Regions from separate parts of the Mus musculus genome. Here regions 2, 3, 4 and 5 are each linked to region 1. The links are chromatin contacts, called in public HiChIP or PLAC-seq and promoter capture Hi-C maps. All regions are on one chromosome and are shown on one strand. The core of a region is the stretch at or near the end of the contact, and the rest is flanking DNA. Distances in the headings are between cores, read along the strand shown.

What was found. Promoter capture Hi-C pulls out the DNA fragments that hold promoters and counts their contacts. HiChIP or PLAC-seq counts read pairs in DNA pulled down with a chosen protein or histone mark.
Region 2: a promoter capture Hi-C map of neutrophils shows a contact between it and region 1, with 3 times the contacts expected there. The contact joins the enhancer-like site here to the promoter of Rab17 in region 1. A contact is called at or near these places in 14 of 39 promoter capture datasets (the 3T3-L1 cell line, 3T3-L1-derived adipocytes, the C10 cell line and 9 more), 1 of 15 datasets of contacts at CTCF or cohesin (embryonic stem cells) and 2 of 115 datasets of contacts at active chromatin or transcription factors (the NIH/3T3 cell line and pancreatic cancer cells).
Region 3: a contact with region 1 is called in a promoter capture Hi-C map of neural stem cells. The contact joins the promoter of Hes6 here to the promoter of Rab17 in region 1. A contact is called at or near these places in 10 of 39 promoter capture datasets (the 3T3-L1 cell line, the C10 cell line, the HPC-7 cell line and 5 more), 2 of 15 datasets of contacts at CTCF or cohesin (embryonic stem cells and large pre-B cells), 1 of 484 Hi-C or Micro-C datasets (muscle stem cells), 4 of 115 datasets of contacts at active chromatin or transcription factors (extraembryonic endoderm stem cells, large pre-B cells, pro-B cells and 1 more) and 1 of 9 other capture datasets (liver).
Region 4: a promoter capture Hi-C map of trophoblast stem cells shows a contact between it and region 1, with 4 times the contacts expected there. The contact joins the promoter of Espnl here to the promoter of Rab17 in region 1. A contact is called at or near these places in 21 of 39 promoter capture datasets (the 3T3-L1 cell line, 3T3-L1-derived adipocytes, the C10 cell line and 15 more), 2 of 15 datasets of contacts at CTCF or cohesin (the NIH/3T3 cell line and large pre-B cells), 4 of 484 Hi-C or Micro-C datasets (bone marrow-derived macrophages, liver and nephron progenitors), 4 of 115 datasets of contacts at active chromatin or transcription factors (the HPC-7 cell line, embryonic basal ganglia, pancreatic cancer cells and 1 more) and 5 of 9 other capture datasets (adipose tissue, embryonic stem cells, liver and 2 more).
Region 5: a FOXA1 HiChIP or PLAC-seq map of pancreatic cancer cells shows a contact between it and region 1. The contact joins the enhancer-like site here to the promoter of Rab17 in region 1. A contact is called at or near these places in 4 of 39 promoter capture datasets (the C10 cell line, cranial neural crest, embryonic stem cells and 1 more), 1 of 15 datasets of contacts at CTCF or cohesin (the NIH/3T3 cell line), 1 of 484 Hi-C or Micro-C datasets (the G1E-ER4 cell line), 2 of 115 datasets of contacts at active chromatin or transcription factors (embryonic fibroblasts and pancreatic cancer cells) and 4 of 9 other capture datasets (adipose tissue, embryonic stem cells, liver and 1 more).

Annotation. Positions count from the first base shown.
Region 1 is chr1:90,968,130-90,971,016 of GRCm38.p6, forward strand. It overlaps Rab17 (RAB17, member RAS oncogene family), which reads right to left and starts at 1,491. Exons shown (of 6, transcript NM_008998.4): 1 at 1,101-1,491.
Region 2 is chr1:91,464,133-91,467,019 of GRCm38.p6, forward strand. No RefSeq gene overlaps it. Among named protein-coding and RNA genes, the nearest start is that of Per2, 6.2 kb to the left of the region's middle. Within about 2 kb of position 1,434, at least 47 of the 459 cell types and tissues checked have an H3K27ac peak or open chromatin away from gene starts, as enhancers often do.
Region 3 is chr1:91,411,723-91,414,609 of GRCm38.p6, forward strand. It overlaps Hes6 (hairy and enhancer of split 6), which reads right to left and starts at 1,500. Exons shown (of 4, transcript NM_019479.3): 1 at 1,335-1,500; 2 at 1,171-1,257; 3 at 999-1,080; 4 at 1-760. The coding sequence starts at 1,415. The coding sequence ends at 336.
Region 4 is chr1:91,320,667-91,323,553 of GRCm38.p6, forward strand. Espnl (espin-like) reads left to right here and starts at 1,409. Exons shown (of 9, transcript NM_001033292.3): 1 at 1,409-1,760; 2 at 2,813-2,887. The coding sequence starts at 1,467. Scly (selenocysteine lyase) reads left to right here. Exons shown (of 12, transcript NM_016717.3): 12 at 1-414.
Region 5 is chr1:90,676,622-90,679,508 of GRCm38.p6, forward strand. It overlaps Gm9991 (a long non-coding RNA gene), which reads left to right. Exons shown (of 3, transcript XR_878398.1): 3 at 2,272-2,887. Among named protein-coding and RNA genes, the nearest start is that of Gm9991, 3.6 kb to the left of the region's middle. Within about 2 kb of position 1,395, at least 26 of the 459 cell types and tissues checked have an H3K27ac peak or open chromatin away from gene starts, as enhancers often do. A contact at or near this core is called in embryonic fibroblasts, pancreatic cancer cells and pancreatic islet, where this site is marked.

The sequences.
Region 1 (2,887 bases), core at 241-2,740:
ACAACACCAATAGTTGTTGTAAGCCTATAATCCCAGCACTTGGGATGCTTAAGCAGGGGGCTGCCACAAGTTTCAAGCCTTTCTGGGCTACAGAGTAAGACCCTATCTCTAATAACAACAAAACAGCAGCAACAATAACAACAACAATACCTCAGCTTTGATGTAATCTCACACTCTGCCCTAATGGTCATAGCATCAAACACAGTGTCCACGTGCCTGCGTCAGATTTCTACAATTATCTCGCTTTGATAGTTCATTCCCCTATCACTGAATTTTTTTCCTGCTATTAATTATTTTTCTCTGTAATAGATAAGACCACGGCAGATGTGCTCGTGTTGCTTTCTGAGTGACTGTGTGTTGCAAGTTTCCAATAGCAGCCAGGCAGAAGCCTCGACTTGGAGGGAAAGTTGGAGATGTGGTACCTGCCCCCTCTTCTAGAATTTGGATCTTTCTGAAGGCAGTGGTTGCAATTGGGAGTCTCTTCCCATCCTGACTGGGTCCTTCTTCAGCAGTCACAAGCCTGCCTCTCTTCCACCTAAGAAAACACATTCAGGGAAGGAGGAAACCCCAGGAAGCTGCACCCCTTCCTCTTCACCCAGATCCTCCAAGCTGTCCATTCCAGACACCGAACTTCAGAACAACATGGCATTTGACAGCAAGCTGCAGAAGAGAGTTTTTGGAAGAGTCTGCCAAGCTCTCTGCTATTGCTGGAGCCTCTGCAGCCATCTGAAAAGGCTTCCTTACAAGGCACCCACTCACTCACACTCGCCTTTTATGTTCAAAACCCTTAACTGGAACTTTCTGCAAGGAAAATTCAATGTGACCCAAACAAGAACACTATAGGTGCTGAACAAACTCAAGGCGTCTACTGTTTCAGATTCGCCTCTGATTCAGGTCCTGAGAACACAGGGACACACATCTGTATGCACACACACTCACAGCAGACACACACACACACACACATGCTCACAGCACACACACACATACACACACACACACATACACACACACTCACACATGCTCACAGCACACACACACACACACACACACACACACACACACACACACACGCAGCACAACACAATCTAAAAAGGACTCACCTGTTCACTTTAGAAGAGTGCTACAGACCACCATCCCACAGGGCCGCAGGCACCCCTCTCTTCCCCTGGCTGTGCTTCCCCTGGGTGCTGTATGACTCGTCAGGGTCCTGCCAGGGGCGGGGTGGGCAGAGCAGTGCACACTGACTACCAGCAGCCGAGCAAATGAAGTGAGCAGGCCCCCTGCTCCCACCAAGGCCCCAGCCGGCAGGACTCTTCCTGTAAACTCCGGTGCAAAGTCCCCACATGATCATGTGATCAGCTGGGTCAGAGTAAGCTAGAAGTCACACTTGGTGGCTCTCTGCCTCCTCACCGAGCTGCAGCCCTGAATTTCAGCCCTTTCCAGGTCTCACCTGTACCAGAAAGCATCACAGACTTAGAGAACAGCTCTTCTGTTACAGGAGCGAGCGAGCTCACTTCTTAATTTATGTAAACATCTCCAGTTTGAGGCCGCATGCCAGATGGGCAGGGCCGGGGCCAGAGCCTGGGATGGGTGTGCCTTGGAGCAGGTAATTGCCTGGGCAGGGCTGGAGGATCCCCAGAAGGAGAAACTCTAGGCTGAAGAAAGATGGAAATCAGTTCTCCTGTGCTCAGCCACAAGTCCCAGGCAATCGCGTGTTCTCTCTGTGCTCACAACTCACCTGGATTACCAGCTTGTGTTCCCAATGGGGAACTCAGCACCGTTTAAGTGGGGGAGGGGGCAGCTGTCGTGGATTCCCAAGAGGCTTTCCAATGCACCCTGAAGAACCTGTTTCTCTGCAGAGGCCACTGGCCTTCTTCTTGTCACCCTGTCCTCCAGGACGCACACCCTGTCCACACGTCTGGGTGCCCCCACAGCCTTGAAGACCAAGAACCTCATTCTGTTTCTGAACAGGACCCTGATTCCCTGTGCCTAGATTGGCATCCAAGGTGTGGCACCCAGCACCGCTTCTATCCTCCTTGTAGTGGGTAGAGATGTGTGGGCGTGGCCTTTTCGGTTTACACTGGAAATGGTACTGGTACAAAGGTCTCCGGAGTTCAAGGGGACACTGAGATGGGTTGTTGCGGGGGGGGGGGGTTATCAAAGGGGTTTATAAAGAGTTATTAACCCCATGGACAGACAGACAACAGCTCGGGAGCTGTAAGGAGAGGTCAAGTCTCAGAGCTGCAGGGTAACAGGTAGCTCAGTTCGACTGTTGAACATCAGACTGTTGAAACAGCGAGCCCAAAGGAGTGGGCATTCTCCTAGCAATCTTGTACTGGGGAGTACACTGCCTGGGAAGAGATTGCATGCATTTCTAACAGCTTGTCGGACTACCTTACAATGAGACTGAAGTTCTCATGTTGTTATAATGACGGATCCGTGGTGGGCGGGACCACACGTTGTCTGAGACTGATCAGAATAGAGGTGCTTATCCTTGGCCCTCTATTTAAACTCTAATCTCGATTCAGTACCCTGAAGACAGACTTGTGGGTGGCTGGACCTGCCCTTGCAACACATGCACAAGGAGCAATGGAAAGAGCTTTATATGTGCCGAATGTATTAAGTCAACTTACATAAAAACAGTAACAAACGCTGAATCCCACTGAAAGAGTGAGACTCTAGAAGCCGTTTGGTCTGTGAGGCTGGCTGCCTCACCAGTGAGATACAATCCCACTGTAACTGTCTCCCTCTAGAGGGGCAAACAACCCAGTATTTGCTCAGTTCATGAGGCTGGGGACCTCTGCAGTCTCAGGGGAATTGGGGGGTGTTGCAAAACTAGTTGGTTTCTGGAGAACTGTTGGTGTCTAGTCCACATCAGAAGGCTGGA
Region 2 (2,887 bases), core at 184-2,683, 500 kb after region 1:
AACACTGCGATGTAATATGAGAGAGGCTACTTTGTGAAGAAAAGAAGCTTATGTAACCCACAGATTTGAAGACCGAAAGTCCAAGATCAGGTGGCCCTCGGATTATGGCTTTGGTGAAAACCTCGTATTGGATGGCACTGTAGCAGAAGCACACCCACGAAGGAGGGATTACATCACTAGGAATAAAGACAGGGAGATGATAAAAGGCCCTTACTCCAGAAATAACCAAATATGTTTCATGCCCTCTACCTTGATCCTCAGCAGCCTCAATGATCTAAGGACCTTCCCCTGTCCCCACCTCTTAAAAGGTGCACAGCACGTCCCAATGTCACCACACTGAGGACCAGGCTCCCTAGACATGGAACTTTGAGGGACGAGTCACATTGTAAGACACAAAGCATATCCAAGCTCACCTGTCCCTGTGAGACCATAATCACCAGAGATCATTAAACTATGGCTTGGCAGTCAAATCTGGCTCGAGGCCAGCTTTGGCATAGCCTGCGAGTTAAAGGGAAAGGGGAGAGGGAAGAAAGCCCCAGGATGCTATTGTGACTCTGCCAAGAGAGCCTATTAGCTGAGACTGTTTACTATCTGACCCTTTGCAGGAAAGGTTTTCTGATCCCTGCTAATAACCTAGTCATTGGTAGCACTGCAGTTACTAGACATTTTACCTCTAGACGGCTGTAATGGGGTGGGGCAAAGAGGGAACAAGGCACTGGGCAATGCTTGGTGAGAGCGGTGGCAATGGCAATGACAGTGAAGAAGGTGGCTTGTGTTTGATTCTGGACCTGGACAAATGGGAAAGGAAAGGGCTTAGGACAGTTAATCTCCCATTTAAGACAAATTTTGAAAACCTTAGGGCTCTAAGGCAGCTTAGGAAATTTTAATCTCCTATAGTACTAGGTAGATTATTGAAAAATCAGACCTAGAACTAGGGGCCTGGGATCAGAGACCCAAATCCCAGCCTTGACAGACACCCAGTGTTCAAATGTGACCCTGACCCTGTGATATAGACCTTGTAGGTAGGTGGGCTAAGAATCTTACCCCTTCAAGTCTCCTCAATGCAGCAGGAGCCATTACTTCCCCAGAGGATTCTGCTCTTGCCTGATCCTTCCTGTGGGTCAGGTGCCTGCAGGGTGGTATTTGGCTTAAGCCTCTAACCTTCCCTCACCTCTCAGGTTACAGGCCTCCAGCTAGGGGCAGTTCAGAGCCTGCCAGAGCCTAAGCCCACTCTGGCAGGAGCTAGTCCAGTAGCCACAGAGCTGCAGAGCTGGCTGGGAGGCCTGCAGGCACTTGTAGGATAATGGATCTTCACTGAGCCATGGGGGATGGAGAGCAGGGCTCAACTTGCATTCCTTTCAGCTCTCCTCTGTGATGTGGAGTGTGCCTTCTGCAGTGTCTGGCAGAGGCACCAGGAACTAATTCCACTCGATTCTGATAGTGACTCCAACAGAGTGGTAGTGAATGTTTAACAACCTGGTTTGCTAAAGAGGGGGGTGGGGGAGCAGAAAAAGGAAGCCAAAGTTTTACAGCATGTACCTATTTCTATGATGAAAGAGAGAGAGAGAGAGAGAGAGAGAGAGAGAGAGAGAGAGAGAGAGGAAGGAAGGAAGGAAGGAAGGAAGGAAGGAAGGAAGGAAGGAAGACCCACAGTGGCCATGTCTCAGCTGCCACCATGACCCATTAGCAAAGTGGTGACAATCAAGGCCATATAGATGGAGAGGCACTCAGTCTCCAGCCCTGGCTCAGATCTGCGTGGCTACCAGAACATGTCCCCAGCAAATAAGAGTTGTCTCTGTTCAGTTGCAGTGAGAAACCAGCTTTCTTGGATTCATTAGCTAGAAAGCAATCTTCCCAACTTCTGTAAAGAAGACTGAAAGTGGGACCCTTGTCATGAAATACTCTCAATCAAGTGCTCCTCACCAGTCACCTCTCAAGGTCATGGAGACCTTGTGCCCCTTGGACTCAGATTTCTCTGGAGCGCAGGTGCAACAACAGAATGAGAGCTTTGGATGTGTTGCAGTGACAAGGAGTGGACACCACTTCTACTCTTGGAGAACACAATATGTTCTCTCAAGGCAACGGAGGCTGAGGGAGACCCTGTCGCAGGGCAGTGGTAATTGGCGGCAGGGAGTGGGGTGAGGCGGGGGAGTGGAGGTTGACAGAAGTCATTGGGTGTTTCCTTTATCCACTTCCCACCCTTCTGATGCACTAGCTGACCACTCAGAGTCACAAGCCTGGTCCAACCTGGCCATTCTGGCCTCAGATGGTTGACCTTGGGGTCAAAGATCAGGAGTCTTGGAATGTCTTGTTCTGTTCTCCGTCCCAGGAGCCAAGGAAGCAAAGCTTGCCATGGAAGGCCTCCATCTGAAACACCTACCTTGAAGGCTATATTGGGCTGAGAAACCCAGGTTTGCAAGCTATTCTTCTAAAACGAGTTCACTTTAACAGCAAGGTGTGTACGTCACCTGTCTCTGTGTAGCATATACTTAAAAAGCAAAGCAGAAAGAGAAACCCCAATTTTACATCCTTCCTCTGTGAAATATAAGGAAACATGATTTCTTCTTTACATTTTCTAAATTTTTATGTAGGGCCCGTGAGATGGTTCAGTGGGGAAATGCATGTACCATCAAACCTAACTGCCTGAGTTCCACCCCAGGACCCACATGATGGAAGAAAAGTTGATTCCCAAAGGATAGTCTCTGACCCCTAGATTTGGTGGTACACATGGGCACATAAGTGCAGATGTAGGCACACATACACACACACACACACAAATAAATAATTGTAAAAAACAAATATAACTTTATATGTGTGTATGTATGTTTTGTATATAATACATTTGTATAGTATAAGTATGGTTTTAATTTGAAAAATAACTTTTTAA
Region 3 (2,887 bases), core at 250-2,749, 440 kb after region 1:
AAGATTGGCCACTTCTGCCCTAGATCCTCAGAATGCCCAAAAGGCAGGGAGAGGTGAACACGAGGGAGCCCTGGCAGCTCTCCAAAAGTCTCCTGTCTTTCTTTAGTGCACCCCCTGGCCCCCCAGCCACCATCCAGAGCTCTAGGGTCCACGAAAAAATAGTGCTAGGGACCTGCAGGGCCTGGCCATTAGGGTTGTCATTCAAGTCATCTGTTGGAGAGTGGGGAGGGCATACCTGGGGGGCATCCTGAGCTGTCTCCACCTTATCTGATACCCAGGGAGGAAGCAAACTTAAGGATGGCAGCCACCATTCACAGGTCCCTGGTAAGTGTTGGTCACCAAGGCCTCCACACACTCTGAGCCCGGCGAGCTGCAGTCAGGCTGCCTAAGGATGTAGACACCAAATCCGGCCCCTCAGCAGGCACCCGGTTTAGTTCAGCCTCTGGGATCTCCTCTAGGTCAGAACACAGGTCGTCCCCGGGACCTGGGGGACTGGACAATGGGGATTCTGGGGACCCTCCTGGAGGCCAGCTGCTCCTCCCAGAGCCTCCAGGCAGCCCAGCTAGGGAGTCCCCCAGCAGATCCTGAAAGCTGCTACCCTCACGCAGCGGCATGGATTCTAGCAGGTGGTTCAGGAGTTCAGCTGAGACAGTGGCATCGATGGCTTGGCACGTGGACACGAACGTGTGCACCTCATGCATGCACTGGATGTAGCCAGCAGCGAAGCGCTCGCTTGCTTCAGCCTGCAGCTGCTCCCGCTCTGTGCAGGAGGGTGGGAAGAAGAGAGCAGCGTCCCGCACCGTGAGCAGTGACTATCGTGGCTCGGACGATCCGCTCCGCGGGTTCGGGGCTCACCCAGGAGACACAGTAGCGTGTCCCGTTCTGGGGGAAGCCCTTGCCATGGATAGGACCGGGGCTCCGGGAGCCGACGTGTCCCGCTGTTGGGTGGCAGGCGTGCCCGGTCAGCGCCCCCGCCCTCGATCCCCGCCGCCACTCACCGCGCGCCCGGCCTCGCAGCGCGCCCTGCACGCGCCTCACGGTCAGCTCCAGAACCTCGGCGTTCTCTAGCTTGGCCTGCACCTGCGCAGAGGGGAAGGGAGTTGAGTCCGGCCGTGCGCTTCGGGGTGCACCCTGAAGGTCCCCCTCCCCCCTGCACCTTTCCCGTCGCACCTCGGTACCGGCCAGCAGCAGCCGCAGCTCCTGAAGACTCTCGTTGATCCGTGCGCGTCGCTTCTTCTCCACCAGGGGCTTCCGGGCCTGTGGGAAGCGGCTACTGAGCCCCCTGGCCCGCGCAACCTCCCCCAAGCCCATCCACCCGTAGCCCCTGTCCGCACCTTGCGGTCCCCCCGTGCTTCCCAGCGGTCCTCATCCTCCTGGCCTGCACGGTCCCGGCTGGGCGCCTGGGACGGAGCCATGGTCTACGGAGCCCGGCGCCCTAGTGCAAACTACTCAGCGAGGTGGGTCGCAGCCCGGAGGCCCCACTAGCTCTCCGGAGTCTTCCGGCCCGCGGGACCCCGCCCATTTTATAGCAACTTATTTACATGTCAATGCACCGATTGGCTGTGCGTGGTCGGAGAGGCCAGCCGTGAGGCAGCCTGTAGCCAATGAGAGCGGCGCGCTTTGTCAGGCCCCGCGGGTCTCTGGCAGCTGGCGGGGCGGAGCCCACAGCCAGACCTCCTGCCACTTAGGCCGGGCAGGACTCCTGGGCAGTGACCTCCGGCTTCTCTCTTGCTGGTGTGCTTGTACTTCCTTTCGCTGAGTTATGAGGCCAGACCTGCCTGCCTGTAAGCTCGGACTTAGCTATACATCCTTCGGTCCGTATATCTATCCATGCCGCCCTTCCACCCACCTCTTCACCCATCCATTCCTACAGGGCATTTGCTTCCCTTGGTTCACCAAAAGTGCTCTCGAGAATAGCGCTCCAGTCCCAGAGCTGACTTCAGACAGGGCAGTGCCAAAGTCAAGTCCGTGACCTCGGGACCTGGAAGGGGCTTCGGGTCACCGGTGGCGAGAGTGCAAAGTCCGGGGAAAGTACGAGCCAATTTAGCAGCAGGAACAGGACCCTTGTGTGTCCTTTTGGACCCATTAAGACACCTATAACCTTCTTACTCCAAGGTCCGCGGTCGTTCTTACTAAATCTCTATTTCTCTGTGCTCTAAGTCACTTACCCAACCACTACCTTGTCTATTTTAACCCCACCCCAACTGCCCCCAGTCAAGCTTCTCCTTCCTTGTTCATCACCCCGTACCCGCCTAAGCGCCTCTCATTTCCCTCTAGTTCCTCCGCATCCTCTTTGCGGTGGTCTCACACATCCCTGTTCCCCAACCCCTCTCCACGCTCACCTCCCTTCCCCGCGAGTCCCCTTAGAGTCCCCCATCCCCACTACCCCCAGTCCCTCTCAGCTCCTCCCCCTTCTATTCTTGGTTCCTGCAGGCCGAGGCTGCTGTCTGGCCCCAGTAACTTGATGCCCGTGACAGTTGGCAGCTGCAGCCGCTTCCGCAGAGAAAAGCGGCAGGCCGGCCAGGAGCGACAGGTGTTGGCCGCGCCTTTGTCTAGCTGGCTTTGTCCTGCAGGCTGCAACAGGCACGCCTGTGTCGGCCAGACGCCCAAGCCCCGCGTCGTCGGCGGTCCATCTGCCGGCCCTGCCTCGCCGCGGGAGGGGTGTGTGTGTGTGTGTGTGTGTGTGTGTGTGTGTGTGTGCGCGCGCGCGCGCCCCCTCGGAACCCCTGGCTCTGCTCCAGCGTTCTTGGATTTCGGCTGCTGCTTTAGAGCCAGGACAAGGAGCCAGCTCCTAATCAGCCTTTACATACTCCATCCTTAGGCCTGGACACCACTAAGCACTTCAGTGGCTGCCTGCCTGGGCACCGTTGAGGTCTTGGTAACTGGT
Region 4 (2,887 bases), core at 159-2,658, 350 kb after region 1:
ACCTACAGACACACCCTTCTCCAGTGCAGCCCTGCCTCTGCCCTCAGCCAGCCACTGCCCACCTGCCTCCCTGGCCTGATGGTCCGCAGATGTCCCATGCCTTGTCCCCGGAAGTCGAAGCTTACCCTGCCTTCTACTCAGGGATCCACCTCCAGCGTGGTACCGGGAGGCTGGTGCCTGAGCTCAGTCTTTGCCAAAGTGGGAAATCTGATCATTTCTCGCTCAGATTCCATTTTAATTTTATTTTGCAAAAGGCTGTGCCATCTTAAGGATGTGTGGCACACATCGCACCAAGGTTTATATAGGAATGTCTTCCTGGAGGCTGCTTTTTGGGTCTGTGGACCAAAGGATGACGCAACCCGTGAAAACAGTTGTCAGAAATTAAATGAACTAATGAAACATGTCTGCACCTGCTGAAGTGGCCTGGGCTTTCTCTGGCGGTGGTGGGAGAATCTCTGTCTTGCTGCTCGCAGGGATGTACACTTGTCTATCTGAGCTGAAGGGGAGGAGGTTTCTGATGTACCTTGTGAAATGACACTGCAGCCCCGGGGCTTGAAAGGGACTTCTGGTAGCCTGAGGTTGGTCTCTGATCAGCAGCTTCCTATAGCACCATGGTGACCCCACATTAGTCCTGACTTCCCCAGCCAAGGACCATGGATGGTCCAGACTCCCAAGAGTGCTGTGGCCAGAGGGGGCAATGTGGGCCTGTGAGGTCATCCCCTCAGCCTTACCTTAATCCAGCAGCCAAGGCAAGCTCCTCCAGTGTCGGTGCTGAGAACAGCCAAGGACTGGATTTCAGATACAAGCCAGCCAGGCACAGTTGCACACACCTTTAATTCCAGCAATGGGTGGATAGAGACGGGTGGATCACTGTTCTCTGTGAGTTCCAGACCACTACTTAGTGAGACCCTGTCTCAAGTAAACACACACACACACACACACACACAGAATGTGTATGTCTGTGTCTTGGGTGCCTTGGGTGATGGCATTTAGACTCTAAGGCTATCGCAGTGGGTCTCCTGGGTAGCCTGCTAGTCTATCACTGAAGTGTTTCCTGGGGCAGGTTTCTGAGCCTGAGCTGACTATAGCTGTGAGCACCGCTCGCTGGCTGGCTGGCTGGCTGGCAGGCTGGAGACCCATCCCAGGCCAGGAGCCCTGCTGAGGGGTGCTCTCACTTCACTCTGTAGATGGTAGGGCTCCAGCCGCTGAGTGGAATCTGCCAGCCTGACTTGCATACCCTTCCCCCAGGCCCGCACTCTTCATGCTTGGAAGGGCCAGGCACCCAGCCCGAGTTGCTTGGGCCAGGCTTTGAGGGCCAGTCTCCAGAGCCTGCCCCCCTCTTGCTGCCTCCCATCTGCCCCGGGAGCTGCTTATCAGGTAACCAGAGCCTTCAGCAGCGTCCACGCCTGAAACAGGAAGCCGTGCCGGGCCTGTACACAAGCCACTACTGAGAGTCAGACTTGAGGATGGAGGCGCAGCAGGCACTGGTGGCCTCCAAGGATGGGGATATGGCCACCTTGGAACGGCTATTTGAGGCTGGTGCCCTAAGACCAGACATCACTGATGATCTGGGGGCTGGCCTGGTGCATCATGCCACCCGGGCTGGTCACCTGGACTGTGTCAAGTTCCTGGTACAGAGAGCCAAGCTGCCAGGCAACCAGCAGGCACACAACGGGGCCACACCAGTGCACGATGCAGCAGCCACGGGCAACCTGGCAGAGCTGTGCTGGCTGGTCCGTGATGCGGGCTGCGGGCTGCAGGTAAGCTAGAACAGGACGGCTCTGTGCCTGTTTGTGAGGTGAGGTGAGTCCAGAAAGTCCGATCCCTAGAAGGCCCTGAGCTCTCAGTCAGAGATGTGTGCCTCTGCCTCTCCCAACCCATCCCTTCCCCCCTAAAAAACGCATAAAGCCCTTAAACACCAGCCACAACCTCAGATGTATCCAGCACTGGCACAGAAAAGTCACTGGGGTTTTTCCACACCTCCCTCAGCAAGGAGCACCCAGGGCTGCCAACGATGGCCTTGCCTGTGTTCAGGATCTCATCTCTGATCAGACCTGATCACCAGACCTGATCAAAGGGTCGAGGAGTGGATTTAAAAAGTGGCTTTGGGTACGCAGGATCTTGTACCCCTAGGGACACAGACTGTGGTAGTGAGAAGGCTCTCGAGTATGGCGACCATCTTGCTAGAACATTTCTATCAGAGCTACCAGCCTCCTACTTGCTTGCATGCCTAGACCTGCTTGGTACAGGCAAGGGACTTAGAGTTGTTAGCCGTGGCTGCCTTCTTGAGAGCTCGAAACAATCAACAGAGTTGGATAGAGATGGAGACACCTCCACGTGGCATAGAGCAGTGTGGTTCAGCCTCCACAGCATTGTTCACGGATCTATCCAATGACCCCGAGGGTAAAGGGCAGACAGACACTGAACTGTCTCTAGATTCACATTGGATCATAGCACCCTCAGGGAATGGCCAGGTCTACTGGATGCTTGACACCTTGAAGAGAAATGCCTTGGGGACCATCAGGGAGAGGGGAGAAGCCCAGAGGTCTAGAGGCTGGTGCCCTGGAACAGCCATGGTGGGAATCACTGTGCTATTAGAATTCTTTCTGAGCATGTGCAGAACGTACAGGGACTCAGCTGATGAGGATGGTAAGCAGCTGGGGTGGGGTGGGGTCCAGCTTCTTCCTCAGTCAGGGTGTTCCTTCAGTCTCAGTAGGGGGTGGAGGAACTGGAGAGGGACTGCAGACATTCTAGGGTCCTAGGGCTGCACTGGGACCTGCATAGACTCGGTGTCCTGCTTATGCCCCGGTAGGACCAAGATGCCTCAGGTGTCTCTCCGCTGCACCTGGCTGCCCGGTTTGGACACCCAGCCCTGGTGGAGTGGTTA
Region 5 (2,887 bases), core at 145-2,644, 290 kb before region 1:
TCTGGCAGCTGTCCAAGCTCTGGGAAAGGGAGGGAGTCTGTTCTCGGGCAACAGCTCTCACAGCGTTGCCTTTGAGGAAAGGGTAACTGATTGCCCACAAACCCGGGGTAGCAGCCTCCCCCACCTGAAGTCTGGAAGGTTTGTCCTATCATTCACAGGCTCAGACAGGAAGTCCCCACCCCCAGCCCAGTCAGCTACTTCCACCTCAGTTCTCAGTTTCTGGCTCCCACCCACTGCCGCAGCCTGGAATTATCAGTGGGGTGTTCTGCCTCATACCCACCTGGCTCTTGTGTTTCTGGGGAGGACTGTACATGATGTCAGCATTCTGTAAGAAATCTGAGAGCAACACACAGCTGCTCTCTGGCCAGTTCAGTCAGGGACCCAAGGGGGTCTGGTGGCAAGCACAAACACCTCAAGGGGAAATCTCCAGGACAGAGGAAGGCCACTGAGAGACCCTTAGAGCAAACTCACCATCAAGTTCCCTTAGGAGTCAACTAACGTCTAATGAAATATGACATACAAGGGGGGATGGATAGGATATTCTAGAAATGGCTGTGAGTGGCTTAGATGTGGGGTGTGTTATTTCACTTTTCCTATCACTGAGACCAAATCCCTCTAAAGACCCTTTGAGGGAGTAGGATTTATCCTGGCTGGTGGTTTTAGAGGGTTCAGCCCATGGTTACTCTTCCCCATGAGTATGGGGAGAGCATCATCCTGGTGTCAGGAGTCTGTGAAAGGGGCTGCTACTCACCCCTTTGCCAACAGGAGGCAGGAAGGGGGTTGGTAAAGACACCAGAGAGAATATAGTCCCTAGAACCCACACCCAGGGACCTTCATCCAGCTAGATGCCACCTCCTTAAGTTTCCTCTAAAATTAGTGCTACCAGCTTGGGATGAGGTATTCAAAACATGAGCATAAGAGGTAAGTTTCATATTCAAACTCTAACATGAAGTGCTCCTCCAAAGGCTTCATCCCCAGGTGAGAGTGCTGCTGGGAATTGAAGGGATCATAAAGACTCGGGCTTCATCAATGATCTGATTCAGTGAGGACTCTGACTTCAACCTTACCAATGAATTACCCTACTAATGAGTTCATAACCTAAAGGGACTAGAAGGAGAGAGGGTTTGGTTGGAAGAGGTGAGTCACCAGGGGCATGTCTTTGAAAGGTCTATCTTGCCCCTGTTTCTGCTTCTTGGTTTCCCTGGGGTGAGCAGCATCCACCACACAGCTCCTCCCTCCATGGTTATGTTCTGCCTTATCACAGGTCCATAGCAATGGGGCCCACAAAACCTCTGAAGCCACAAACCCAAATCCTCCTTTTAAGGTATAGACATCAAGGATCCTGTCACAGTGCTGAAAGGCTGACTAATACATGAGTCCACTTCTGAGCCATTAACCCTGCTCCCTCAGAGCCAGTGCATGGGTGCTACCACCCACCCCTGGCATCTCAGGCACATCCCTGTTTCATTCTGACAGGACATGGTTCTTTCTTGAGGTGTCAGCTTCACGTTTGGACACTCTGGAGAGCCATATGCCTGAAGGGCTTTGTCTGAATCCTCACAGGTTGGATAGCATGCAGCTCCCTCAGTACGAATCTGTGCTGAGATGGAACCACATCTCTGAGCCCCAGGACATGTAGCTTTTGGAAACACAAAGAGGAGAATTATATATTGGGAGGGACCTGAAGTGCACTGGATCCTGATTCTACCCCTCTTTTCTATCCTTTTGTTTGTCTGTCTGACTTCCTGATTTCTGACACTGGGTGTGTTTTGGGTCCAGGACCTGGCTCCATACCAGGGCCTATTCTGTTTGATTCCTTGATTTTCTGTAATTTCTGCAATGAACTGCCACATTCTTGTTGGCTTAAAGTAACAAAGAGACTAGAAGTCTGAAATAAGTGGCAACCCACGATACAGACAGGCTTCCATCCCTCTGGACACTGCAGAGGAGAAGCCTCCCCCTCCTTCTCCAGCTTCTGGTGTTGACTTGGGCTTGGCTCACTTCCATCACTGCCTCCAGGGTCATGTGAGCTTCTCCCCATGTATGTCACATCTCCCGGTGCTCCTTTCATAAGGATGTGTATGACCATGTCTGAGCTCACCTGGATATTCCTGACCACCCTCCCCTGTTTCCAGCTAACATTTAGGGAGTTAGGGAAATAACATTTAGGGAGGAAAGCCACAGAGAAGATCATAATGCTAGCTCACCAGTTCCAGCTGTGGCATGGATGTCTGTGGAGATGGGAATTTATTATCTATCTTCCACCCCCAGATCTGAAGCTGACCCTTTGCATTCCTACTGAAATGCAGATAATTCCTAAGCCTTCCAGACACCAAGGTCAACCAAAAAGGCAGCATCCGGTCCTACTGCAGACCATGTCTTCTGCCTACATGTCAAGCTGCACGTGTCACCCAGCCCAGAGTACAAATGTCAGAGTATCACCGGAAGCCCTGGCAAGATGCTGCTTTCAGAGGAGGTTCTGATCATCTCCATGCTTTCCTGTATCTGAAAGCCTCTCACCATGTGTGTTACATTGCTAATGCAAAGGTACAGCAAAGACTCGAGGGAAAGAGAAAGAAACAAATAAAAACTATAACTCATTCCTAGTGCAGAGTCTGCTGCGCATAGGGAAGGCAATAGGAGTCACGCATTTGTGTCTCCAGATGGTGTCAAATGTACACAGGGAAGATGCATCTCCCTGGAGCAAGAGGTCTCAGTGCAGGTGGGGGGAGGCGGGGCCACTGATGGGAGTAGTGGGAACATCTGGACCCTTGGCTCCGTTGGCTTAGCCCCTTGACAGGAAATCAAATATTATAGAAAGGAAAAGGGTCGTGCCTGTGTCCCGGGTGTGAGAGACTTGCAGGACTACAGAGAAGGTTGTGGTCAT